2 separate regions of the Capra hircus genome follow, and region 1 is linked to region 2. A link is a contact called in public Hi-C data. All regions are on one chromosome and are shown on one strand. Each heading gives the region's core, a stretch centred on a gene start, on an enhancer-like site or on the middle of the called end of the contact. The rest is flanking DNA. Distances are from core to core; before and after follow the strand shown.

The links. A called contact is a pair of places that touch in the nucleus more often than the background predicts.
Region 1: a contact with region 2 is called in a Hi-C map of liver, with 2.3 times the contacts expected there. The contact joins two enhancer-like sites. A contact is called at or near these places in 2 of 5 Hi-C or Micro-C datasets (blood and liver).

Annotation. Positions count from the first base shown.
Region 1 is chr13:17,243,450-17,249,804 of ARS1.2, forward strand. PDSS1 (decaprenyl-diphosphate synthase subunit 1) reads right to left here. Exons shown (of 11, transcript XM_018057041.1): 8 at 695-775; 9 at 490-603. Among named protein-coding and RNA genes, the nearest start is that of PDSS1, 28 kb to the right of the region's middle. Within about 2 kb of position 2,637, at least 1 of the 5 cell types and tissues checked has an H3K27ac peak or open chromatin away from gene starts, as enhancers often do.
Region 2 is chr13:17,054,562-17,060,816 of ARS1.2, forward strand. It overlaps YME1L1 (ATP-dependent zinc metalloprotease YME1L1), which reads right to left. Exons shown (of 19, transcript XM_005687859.3): 2 at 4,841-4,972. Among named protein-coding and RNA genes, the nearest start is that of YME1L1, 9.6 kb to the right of the region's middle. Within about 2 kb of position 1,595, at least 1 of the 5 cell types and tissues checked has an H3K27ac peak or open chromatin away from gene starts, as enhancers often do.

The sequences.
Region 1 (6,355 bases), core at 1,387-3,886, 190 kb after region 2:
CAATGGCAGAGGCTCACTAAGAGCAGCCAACAGTCCCGTTAAATTTCTAGAACCGGAAAATTACTCCTGCTGGGGGCCTCCCTGTGCCTGTTTAAGGGGCTCTGATATACGAAGTCCAGCCCTATAATGGAGATGTGGAAACGACCCACCCTGTCAGTGCCCAAGAACACAGAAGTGATCGCAGCGCCTCCTTAAATGCACAAGGCACTTAATGCACACAGTATCTCCATGAATGTCGTCTCAGGTAACCCTTACAGTGGCCCTGGAAGGAAGCTTATAATCTTCTCCATGTTACAGGCAAGGAACCAGAGTTCAGAGGCAAGAATGACTGGCTTGGATGCTTCAGTCCTATACTTGGGATCACATCTAGAACTCTGGTCTATTAGAAACGCTCCCACTTCATCTAACCTTCCCATCAGCTGTGCCTGGCAGGTACCAGTCCCACAGGGCCTCCCGGAAGTGTGTCCCAGGGAAGTGCATAAAACCTACCTGCTGACAAGCAAATAAGACAGGGCCAGTGGCTAACCCGAGCTTCAGGTCGGCTGAGGTCGGTTTGCCCATCTGGTCAGAACACGAGGTGAAGTCCAGGACGTCGTCTATCAGCTGGAGAACAAAGGGCTGTCACAGCCCCGCCACACCGGTGTCCCCACCGCCCTGCCCGCTGGACCGCACCCCTCCAGAGCAGTAGACCAACCTGAAAAGCGATGCCCACGTTCTTCCCGTACTCAAAGGCAATCTCATGCACTGCTGGGTCAGGGCATCCCAGGACAGAGACCTGAAACAGAGGATCCCAAGGTAAGCTGCTGGAGGGCAGAGGCAGGGGGGCGGCCCCATGGGGATTCGCACCTCCTCCTCCTCAGGAAAGGGGCCATGAGCTGGGTGTGCAGCCAGGAGAGACTGTTCTCAGGAGACCAATCACAGACAGGGTACCTGTGTGTCTGACCTGTGGAATAAAGGACTTCAGTCTCAGACTGTTTTCTTAAATTTCAAGAAGACTCGCCTTTCCCACCTCCTTTCACTAGACAGGCCATCTTTCCCACCGCTTAGGGAAAAAAGAGATAGGACTAGACCAGTTCTGCAATGCGGGAGATCTGGGTTCGATCCCTGGGATGGGAAGATCCCCTGGAGAAGGGAAAGGCTACCCACTCCAGTATTCTGGTCTGGAAAATTCCATGGACAGTCCATGGGGTCGCAGAGTTGGACACAACTCAGCGAATTTTGAAAGAAAAAAAAAAAAAGACCAGTCCTGCTAGTCAGTCTCTCTGCCGTGCACACCAAACAGACTGCAGTGTCTGAGATGCTGTCTTCCAGCGCCTGCAACCCTCGCCCAACTGTTGGCATTTTTATTTTTCTACTGACTTGCCCTTGCTTTATAAGTAGAGATCTGATCTAATCACACACAGGATGCGGTCATACTTCATTTCCCTATTTGTAGTCCTTATAATCATTTTTGGTGATTTCACTTGATTCTGAAAAGCTGTTTTTTCTTGGTGTCTGTTAACAGCCTCAAGCCTCATGCTTCAGACACAGGTATGGTTCTTCCGTTACCTAAGGACTGTCCCCGGTCCTACTGTTTCCCTGTTTCTCTCACAAGAAGTCAGGTAACTGTATAAACGCTTTTTCCCCCGTTCAGTGAGGGAATAGGACTTCTAAGTCTTCTGTAAAACTCGAAAAGCCTGGCTGGCGCTGGTCACTCAGCACTTTTCCCGCTGCTCTGCTAAGCATGCAAAGCAGGCCTGGCCACACTTCAGAGGATGGGGGTGGGGTGGGGGAGAACACTCCTCCAGGGGAGAGAGGGCCTGGACTGGCCCCGAGAGCCAGACAGAGCTCTTCCGGGCCTCCTGTCTGACCTCAGCCCACACCTTCATCGGCCTCTGGGGACATGGGGGACCCTGCTGGGCACAGGCAGGTGGGCGCCACGGTGAGCCTGGGGGGCTGTGCTTCTGCCCCTCAGTTAGCACGTGACCTTCGTGATCCTGTCTGTGCTTCAGTTTCCTCGTCTGTAAAACCAAGGCTCACAAGTACCTACAGCAGAGGCTGGAAGGAGGACACGAGACGCCACCCATGCTCTCTGCACACCGCAGGCGTCTAGCTGTAACCCCGAGCATCTGCCGAGACTGTGAGCAGCCCTCCTCCCCGACTGCTGTGCCTACAGGAGCCGGGGAGTGTCCCAGTCTGCTGCTGTGAAAGAAGTCAAAAAATGCATCACCTGGCTGAGAGAACAAGTGCGTAGCCAGGCTCGGGCAGCCTGGGACACGCTGAGCCCAGAAGACAGACATCCCCTTTCTCGACAGAAATGACTCGTAAAGCAGTTCTGTAGAGGGCGATGCGACTTCCTATGCGCAAAGCAGCACAGAAATACAAACTTCCTTCCTGAGAAGTTGAAGATTTTTAAAAACGCCATTCTATTTCTGAACTCAGTGGATGACAATGTCTGGAGTGCACACGATATGCACTGTGCACCACCCTAGATCTCACAGCAGCCCACAGATGCCTCTTCTGGGGCTGGTGACGGTAAAAGCCAGCAGCCACCGAGCACTCTGCCGGGCGCTATCCTGAGATTTCTCACGTTGCCACTCACTGAGGAGGCCGGCGCCGAGACACAGCGGGGACCAGGTGTCACAGGATGAGGAGATGGCGAAATCAGGACCGAACCCGGGCAGTCTGCCTCAGAGACTGGTCCCGATCACGCGGGACCTTTAATGGGCCTCAAAGTAGAGAGGCCGGTCATGGCGCTCAGGAAGCAGAGAGCCCCGAGTCCGCCTCGCCGCCCCCCCAAAGCCAGGCAATAAAGGGACACTGCTGCTCAGATTTCCCCACGACGACATGAAGAGCACCTCTCCCCCGCTGCCCCTGCCCCGTGAGGCCTGTCTGACCAGGAAAGTCAAAAGGGACCAACACAAACCAGAAAGGAGGCAGGCTGACGTGCACGCATCTCGTCTCAGCCTCAGAGAGATGCCCCCCATCTGAGTCCTGGGGAGGGTAGAGCGGAGCTCAGGTAACTGTTCTGTTTGAAGCAGGTCCACAGCCAGGCCATGGGACGCACGAGTCGAGGGTGGGGGGTAAGGACCACACCTCTCAGGAGACTCTTCTACACCTTTCCTCAAAACCATCAGAAAGATCACATCGACAAGGGCACAGCCCTTGACATCTATTGAGCATCTCTGTCTTTAAAGGGTGTGTTTACATCACTATGAGAGTTAATATACGTACTGTGCTCTTATTTATTAAAAATAATGGAGATTATTGGAGCTCCACCATTATACTGAAAAAATACCAAAATAGGTGGTTGTCAGAAACCAATGGAAAACACTGGGAGAAAACTTTTTCAACATAAAATCACAGATAAAGGGCTAATATTCTTAATATATAAAGAACTCTTTAAAACTGATAAGGAAAAAAGACCAACCACCCATCAAGAAAATGGGCAAAAGACATGAATATACAATTCACAAAAATTAAAGAACTGAAAATAGCCCTTCAGCCTCTTAAAAGGAGTTCTACTTCACCAAGAAAAGAGAGATGTAAACTAAAACTCTCATTGTAACACCATTTCTCATCTGTCAGATTGTCAAACACTCAAGTCTAAGGCTACATTTGGTTAGCGTGGCTGTGGGAAAACAGGCAACCATGTTAACCATGGGGCTTGGGGAGGAGCACACTGCGGTTCACTCCCCGGCCGACAGCTCTGGTTTGCCCACCCCACACCCCTGCTTGGAGCTGGATCTGGGCCAACAGGTTCTGGGAGAGGCCGGCCACGGAGGCAGCCCAGGTCCCAGGCCACAGCCCACTCTACACCACAGCCACGGTGCCCAGGCCCCCAGCACAGCCCATTCCACACCACAGCCTAGCGCCACGTCTGCAACACACACCCCAGTGTGCATGGCAGCAGTCTTACACAGCCAAGACACGGAAGCAACCCAAGCGCCCAGCAATAGAAAACTGGCTTAAGAAGGTGTGTGTGTGTACACACACACACACACACACACACACTGGAATATCAGTCACAAAAAGGAACGGAATACTGCTATTTGCAACAATATGGATGGAACTTGAGAATACTATACTAAGTGACGTGAAAAACTATATGATATCACTGATATGTGAAATCTAAAAAATAATAAGAATGAATCACTGAATACAAACCAGAAACAGAGTCATAGCAAACAAACTTATGTTTCCCACTGGGTGCAGGGATAAATTAGGAATATGGGATTAACAGACAGAAACTACTATAAGTAAAACAGATAAACAACAAGGATTTACTACACAGCACAGAGAATTATATTCAATACCTATAGTGGCAATAATCATATCTATCTATCTGTCTATATATATATATCACTGAATCACTTTCCTATATGCCTAAAATACAACTATGCTGCTGCTGCTGAGTCGCTTCAGTCGTGTCCAACTCTGTGTGACCCCACAGACGGCAGCCCACCAGGCTCCCCCATCCCTGGGATTCTCCAGGCAAGAACACTGGAGTGGGTTGCCATGTCCTTGTCCAATGCATGAAAGTGAAAAGTGAAAGTGAAGTCGCCCAGTGTTGTCCGACTCTTAGTGACCCCATGGACTGCAGCCTACCAGGCTCCTCCATCCAGGGGATTTTCCAGGCAAGAGTACTGGAGTGGGGTCCTATTGCCTTCTCCGAAAATACAACTGTATTTCAAATTTAAAAAAAAAAAAAAAAAGATTCTTGACAACTAAATGCAACATGAGATCCTAGACTAGATCTTGGGCCAGAAAACAACGTTCCCATCTGTTCTAACAATATTATGAGAACTATTAACATTTGAATAAGGACTATGTGTAGATTAGATAAGAATATCATAATAAAAAAATAGGCGTTCTACAGCTATGACCCACAAACCAAGGTTCTGGGGCGGCCCTCTGTAGCTTTGACAATAAGGCACCAGGAAGACAGTCCACTGATTGCAGGCCACATGCCTCACTCGAGAGAACAGAAATTCAGGAGGAAAAAAAACAAGATGAATGAATGAATACATGAAACTGCAGGCTTATCATACCCAGCTCTGGGTTCAAATCTCCGCTCAGCTACTGTCTGACTGGAAAACACTGGGTGGGCCACCAGACCCCTCTGGCCTCATTCCCATGAGGTTTTCTGGGGAACAAGGCACAGCGTTCACTGGTAAACCACACAATGTATTTTGCGTAACTATGTACAGAAACAAAGAGCCAATCACCTTTTAAGGTTACTTCTATTTTAACGTCAGTCAGTGTCCCAAAACAATCCTCAACAGCCCTCTCTTAGATTTAATACCATTTTTCACTAAACGGTCCTTAGGACAATGAACTGTAAGCCGTGAGGTTTCCTTCAAATTGCCATGACATCCTGAACTTCATTATTCCTCTCTAATGAGTCTGATGTTTAAATTCTTACCCCTTTTTTTTGGTGTCTCTAATTTGCTTTGCATGTGTTCTTTCAGAGCCCACGTGTCTGCGTTTTAAATACCAAAATCACATAAAAACAGCAGTTTTGAATATATAACACCTCTGGAACGTCTCTCCCCATAGGCATTTATATATAGAAACTTTTATTCAGGGAGCTCACACTAGCATTCTGCTTTATTATTCTAATGGCTCTGGAGCTCAGGAATAAATCACAAGAAAACTGGGCAGTTCAGGGCTGATGGCAGCCTGCCTCCTGGTGGACAGCCTGAGACTTTTCATTTTTAATGAGGGTCGAGCCCTGTTAACTTTCAGGCCCACTTGTACTTGCCCACCTGTGAGGGACGAGGTCCTCTTTATGAATGAATACACGCGCGACCCTGGCTTTGGCTTCCTAAGCGGAGGACAGCGAATGCAGTCCCTCCCTGATGGCGCGGCTCGCCGAGCGCATGCTCCCGTCCTGGCTCCGGGGCAGCAAGGGCTGCTGCCCTGTGGAATGTCCACTCTGCGGACAATGACCCTCAGTGTTTCAGAGCCAGCTGCCCCACTGACGGCCGTGCTTCTCTCTGTAGCCTCAGGCCTGTGAAGATTTCCCCGTCACCTAACACACTAGTGAGCCTGGGCCTCCCGCTTCACGGAGACATTGGCCATCAAGGGTATGATGAGCAATGAAACATCAATGTTCTTAAGATTAATTAAGATTGAAGGCCACCATTTTAAATCTTTTTTTTTTTTTTTAATTTAGCATTCTCAGGCCTATCCTATTTTTGTCTCTCTTTTTTTAGAAAACCACACTCACAATTTCTGGGAAATTAAGAAAAAAATGCTCTTTCAATAAAAAGACAAAAATGGCTGAGATTGTGGCCATCATGTTCTACATAATTCACATTCCTCTGGGTTTCAACTGGGTCTTTTTAGGAAGAAATGTTGTCCTCATTCTTTT
Region 2 (6,255 bases), core at 345-2,844:
GCTGAGATTCTTATTTGAACCAAAAGGTTCTGTAAATTACCCATATCTAACTCCTAGTAAGGAGAGACATTGAACAAAGCAAAAGATGTGTGGAAACCAGTCAAGACAATACTTTCACCTTAAAACAGTTCTGAAATAACTAGAAATTAAATAGGAGTGAGCTATTTTCTTGTTCAAATGAGCAGACAGGGAGCCACTAAGGACAAGTAACAATTTAAAGTCCCAACAGCTAAAACTTCAAGTAAGAGAAGTAAAACTAAACAAAACAAGTAAAATATCAACTTCTTATGACTGATGTAGTCAGATCCTTGGATTACATAGCTCTGGATTGATGTTCAGGTGCTAGTCAATTAAAAGCTTTGTAACCAGTCCTTCACATTCTTAGAATTCGTTTCCTCATTAGGAAAATGATTATAAAATATATCCTGATTATTTCCCAACAGGATAGTATGGATCAATGGATAAGATCATGTCTTGGCCATCTACATAGCCTAATATATACAGTAAGACGGTTAAAAGTGAAGTCGCTCAGTCAGGTCCGACTCTTTGCGACCCCATGGACTGTAGCCTACCAGGCTCCTCGGTCCATGGGATTTTCCAGGCAAGAGTACTGGAGTGGGTTGCCAAAATAGTATGGATCAATGGATGAGATCATGCCTTGGCCATCTACATAGCCTAATATATACAGTAAGACAGTTAAAGTCAGAATGAAATATTTAATAAGTGCTTTTTAAGGTAATAAAAACTGTACAATATAAGGCACATTATTATAATAGAACCAGAAGGACTACAATATTTAAAAGCTATAAAGATATTTTATCTTCTAAATTAGGGAAACCAAAAAGTCTATTTATAATACAAAAAGAAATGCAGATTTTTAACTAAGAAGATTATTCACCTTACTTATTGGGTATCAGGTCCTAGGAACACAAAGAGAAATAAAGTACATATAAGTATGATAATTACCATACTATATGGTAACTGCTCTTATAGAGGTTTTTATTTTAAGTGGTAACAGAACACAGAACAACCAATTTCCTAAGTCAGATAAGGTTTCCCAGAATTAACAATTCACAAATGATGGGGAAACTTCAGGGAAGAAACCTCGGGGAAGAGGACAAACAAAAAGTCATCAGAGGGCCTGGAATGTTTGAGATGCAGTCAAGTTCAGTGACTGAAGAAAGCACTAGAAAGAAGGGCTATGGCCAAATTGTGAGGAGCTGTGTTTGAATTTAATTCTATACCTAATATCATTAGTTTTGTTTTAGAGGAAGAAGACAGAATATAAAGATGATAAGCTGGAGAAAAGAAGGCTGATACAATAAGAGAAAAAAGGCATGAACCTGAACTGAGCCCTAAGAGGGATGCAGATACCAAGTGGCAGACAACAGACATTTGAAAAAACCAGTGAAGTACAGGATTATGAGGGAGGGGGGTTCTGGACGGATGTGCTGGTTATTGGTCTGCTGTCTCTCAGCTCCTCTTGGTCCTTTCTCTGGCTCCACAATCATGTATCTGGGTCCCTTTAAATAGTCTTCCTTTGTTGGCTAGGACATTAAGTTGTCAGTAGAGGGCACTGGAGAGACTTCGTAGGAGGAGTTTCTATTCCTGGTTCACACCATGTATTATGGTCACTCAACAGGCTCCTGGGTGCAATACCCATGGTTTCTCCAGCATCTGGCTCCTGCAGCTTCTCTGAAGCCTGGCTCCTGTGTGCACAGTTGCCAACAGTACTTGGCAGCTTTCCCACAAACAGCTTCTCCTGGTACCCAGGTGGCAGATTTCCATCAGGTTCAGCTTGTACAGCACCAGCGACTTCTATGCCATTTAGTGAGCCAAGGCCATACCCTCTCCAACAACCTCAGAACCTCAGCCCAAGGGTGGAGAAGTCTTCGTGGGTAGCTCAATCCTGGGAGTATTAGCTGCTCCTTGAATCTGCAAGTCCTGTATATTTCGAGTTCTCCTTACTTATTACTAGCCAAACCCTAGTTATGCCAATCCCCTGTAAGACCAATATTTTTAAAATATTCAACTAAAAATATTTATTCTGTATATTAAACTTGCACTGTTCAAATGACTATGTGGTCTCTTTCCCTTGGTTGGACCCAGACTGACAAAGAGGTGCTAAAACCACTGTTAAGATCAAATACACTGGAATCTGAAGAAGTAGTTCAGTTTTAGACATCTTTATTTTGAGGTCCTTGAAGTCTGTCCAGAGGGTATTTTAATAAGTCACCAGATGACTATTCTAAAACTTTAGAGATGCTTTATAGAGCTGAAGGTAGATTGGGAGTTATCAGCATATAGGAACACATAAACATTAAGATAGATAATCTGGGAGACTGTGAAGAATGAAAGTTAGATTACAGGTAAATGCATCCACTATTTAAAAGGCTGGCAATAAAAAGAAGTCCAGCAAAACAGAAAGGGGGGGGGGGGAATCAATGCAGTATCACTCAATTTCTGAGTACTTTGAAAAGAGTGGATATTCTTAAGGAAAAGTTGAAAAAGTTGCAGATTTTTAAAAATGCCTGTATTTACTGCTAAGGAAATCAACAAAATACACCAAGCCTATAAAATGGTAAAAGTAGTAGCCAAACTACAATGGGAGATGGTATAAATAAAAGCAACAATCAAGTTCAGAATACTACTTTTTTCTTAAGTCTGAAAGCAAAAGGCACAGAAGTCAGACAGCTTGGAAGGAAGTTAAAAAGAAAGTTTTTTTGCTTGTATTGTGAAGAGGATGTTTGGATGAGTAAGACTTGATGAAAGCAAAGGCATCGAGGAACAAAGGAGGTGAGAGCAGAGATGAGGAATGATGCTTAAGAAAAATGGAAATGTTTGTGAAAAAATAGCAAGCAGTAATCAGTGATAAACCACAGGACTAATGAGGGTAAACCAGAGGATCAGACACCAATTCTGTATCTGAAACCCATCAGTCTTAAGCTCAACTTTGGCTTCTAGAATTTAGTTACTATTTAAGCTAAAATATACCTGACCACTGATCTAGCCATTTCACTTAATGAAACAGTCAAGTATTTCATACCATGGAAAGTACAAGTAGTGTTGTTTATAGCAGAAAAAATTGGAAATAGTACCCAACAACAGACCATAAAATGAACAGTCTGAAGTCATAAAAACTAATGTATGGTATAACAAGTTCATAAGACTATTAAATGATGAAGGAAAAATCTTAATCTGCATACACAGATGATCCAACAATTATAAAATATAAAAGTACAAGGGAGAAAAGGAGAAGCAGGATCATAGATTAATTTCTCCCACTTACATAATATTTTCCAAAATTTCTGAAATGAATATAACAGTGCTGCATGTAGCAATTGTGACACATGCAGTCATAGCATTAGGAAAGCTCTCTTAGACTATAACTGAGAAGGGTGTCAAAAAACAATGGACCACCTATAGAAAGACGCTAGTATAAAAGGAAAACATAAAGACAAATTTTTCTCCTACATAAAACTGTATTTCAAGACTTAGCTCACAACCATCCCCTCATCCCACTCCCACCAAAAGCAAATATGGAAATAGTGTCAGATTTCACTTTCTTGAGCTCCAAAATCAATGCAGATGGTGACTGCAGCCACAAAATTAAAAGACGCTTGCTCCTTGGAAGAATAGCTATGTCAAACCTAGACAGTGTTAGGAGAAGCAGAGACATCACTTTGCCGACAAAGATCCGTCTAGTCAAAGCGATGGTTTTTCCGGTAGTCATGTATGGATTTGAGAGTTGGACCATAATGAAGGCTGAGCACTGAATAATTGATGCTTTCAAACTGTGGTGCTGGAGAAGACCTCTTGAGAGTTCCTTGGACAGCAAGGAGATCAAACTAGTCAATCCTAAAGGAAATCAATCCTGAGTATTCATTGGAAGGATTGATGCTGAAGCTGAAGCTCCAATACTTTGGCCACCCGATGCAAAGAATTGGCTCACTGGAAAAGACCCTGATGCTAGGAAAAATAGAGGGTGAGAGAAGGGGGCAACAGAGGATGAGGTGGTTGGATGGCATCACTGACTCAATGGACATGAGTCTGAGCAAACTCAGGGAGACAGTGATGGACGGAGACGTCTGGCTTGCTGCAGTTCATCAGTTTGCATAGAGTTGGACACGACTTAGCAAATGAACAACATATACTGTTCTCCGCCACAGTCCCTCAAATGAGGACTAAGGATATAAGCCATTTATAGGCTAAAGAGGCTTCTGTGAATCTTAGCCACATATTATAGTGTTTACTATGAAAAATGTATTCTGAGCTATAAGCAACTATCTTGGTAACAAGTTTTGTAAACACAAGTTACTAGATTGGCAATTTGCTATATACCAGACCACGATGATTTTATAATTCTCTGAATACTCAAAGCACAGTTTCATAGCTAATACATTCCATTTTCAGGTATCTGTGTTTCAACTGTTCAACTGCCCTGAAAGCTTCTATAAGGCAGCATATAATAACTTCTTGCTCTTCTATCTTCCCTGAGACTTGTGGGGCAGTTGTGGAGTTAACTGTGGGATCCCTGCTACCGCTGAAGCAATACTAAAGAATACTTAAACGGTATCACACAAGCAGTAACATAGGAAGTGAATACAAATACACTGCCACCCAAAATTTTTTATAAGATAAATGTTAAAAATAGGACAAAGTAATATTCTACACATACAACAAAGCCAGAATTAGATGTCCTTAATCCTACAACAGAGATTAAGCTGAAGACAGAAATCACCCTGCTACAAATGCCTAAACATAGAAAGTTATTTCAGGCATGTTTACAATGTACTGAACCAAAAAAGCTTTCTCACACATCCAGGGTAAAAACTCTTACCTCATTGGTGGGGGCCTCATGCTCAGACACTACATCTCGATGCTGGTTTTGAGAAATGGATGCACTGACAGAAACGGGTGTCTTTTTCGGTGAATGGAAGGCATTGATGAGATGACTCAGAGGCACTGTAACCTAAAAAAAGATAAAAGCTGAAAATCAGCAGTGCTTTTTAGAATAAAAACAGCAAAAAAAAAAAAAAAACCTTTTTATTGTCAGAACTGGGGATTGTACAAAGTTAAACATACACTGTTTATCAAAACTATACATTAAAAATTGTAAATACTCAGATTATTGCTGGTCAAAAACTACTAACTTTCAGGATAGTATTGGGGGTATATACAGCAAAAGTAAGGCAAAGAAAGGCAATACACCAAAGAAAGGCAATGCCAAAGAATGCTCAAACTACTGCACAATTGCACTCATCTCACACCCCAGTAAAGTAATATTCAAAATTCTCCAAGCCAGGCTTCAGCAATACATGAACCGTGAACTTCCTGATGTTCAAGCTGGTTTTAGAAAAGGCAGAGGAACCAGAGATCAAATTGCCAACATCCGCTGGATCATCAGAAAAGCAAGAGAGTTCCAGAAAAACATCTATTTATGCTTTCTTGACTATGCCAAAGACTTTGACTGTGTGGATCACAATCAACTGTGGAAAATTCTGAAAGAGACGGGAATACCAGACCACCTGACCTGCCTCTTCAGAAACCTATATGCAGGTCAGGAAGCAACAGTTAGAACTGGACATGGAACAACAGACTGGTTCCAAATAGGAAAAGGAGTACGTCAAGGCTGTATATTGTCACCCTGCTTATTTAACTTCTATGCAGAGTACATCATGGGAAACGCTGGGCTGGAAGAAACACAAGCTGGAATCAAGATTGTCGGGAGAAATATCAATAACCTCAGATATGCAGATGACACCACCCTTATGGCAGAAAGTGAAGAGGAGCTAAAGAGCCTCTTGATGAAAGTGAAAGTGGAGAGTGAAAAAGTTGGCTTAAAGCTCAACATTCAGAAAACGAAGATCATGGCATCTGGTCCCATCACTTCCTGGGAAATAGATGGGGAAACAGTGGAAACAGTGTCAGACTTTATTTTTTTGAGCTCCAAAATCCCTGCAGATGGTGACTGCAGCCATGAAATTAAAAGACGCTTACTCCTTGGAAGGAAAGTTATGACCAACCTAGATAGCATATTAAAAAGCAGAGACATTACTTTGCCAACAAAGGTCCATTTAGTCAAGGCTATGGTTTTTCCAGTGGTCATGTATGGATGTGAGAGTTGGACTGTGAAGAAGGCTGAGCGCCGAAGAATTGATGCTTTTGAAGTGTGGTGTTGGAGAAGACTCTTGAGAGTCCCTTGGACTGCAAGGAGATCCAACCAGTCCATTCTGAAGGAGATCAGCCCTGGGA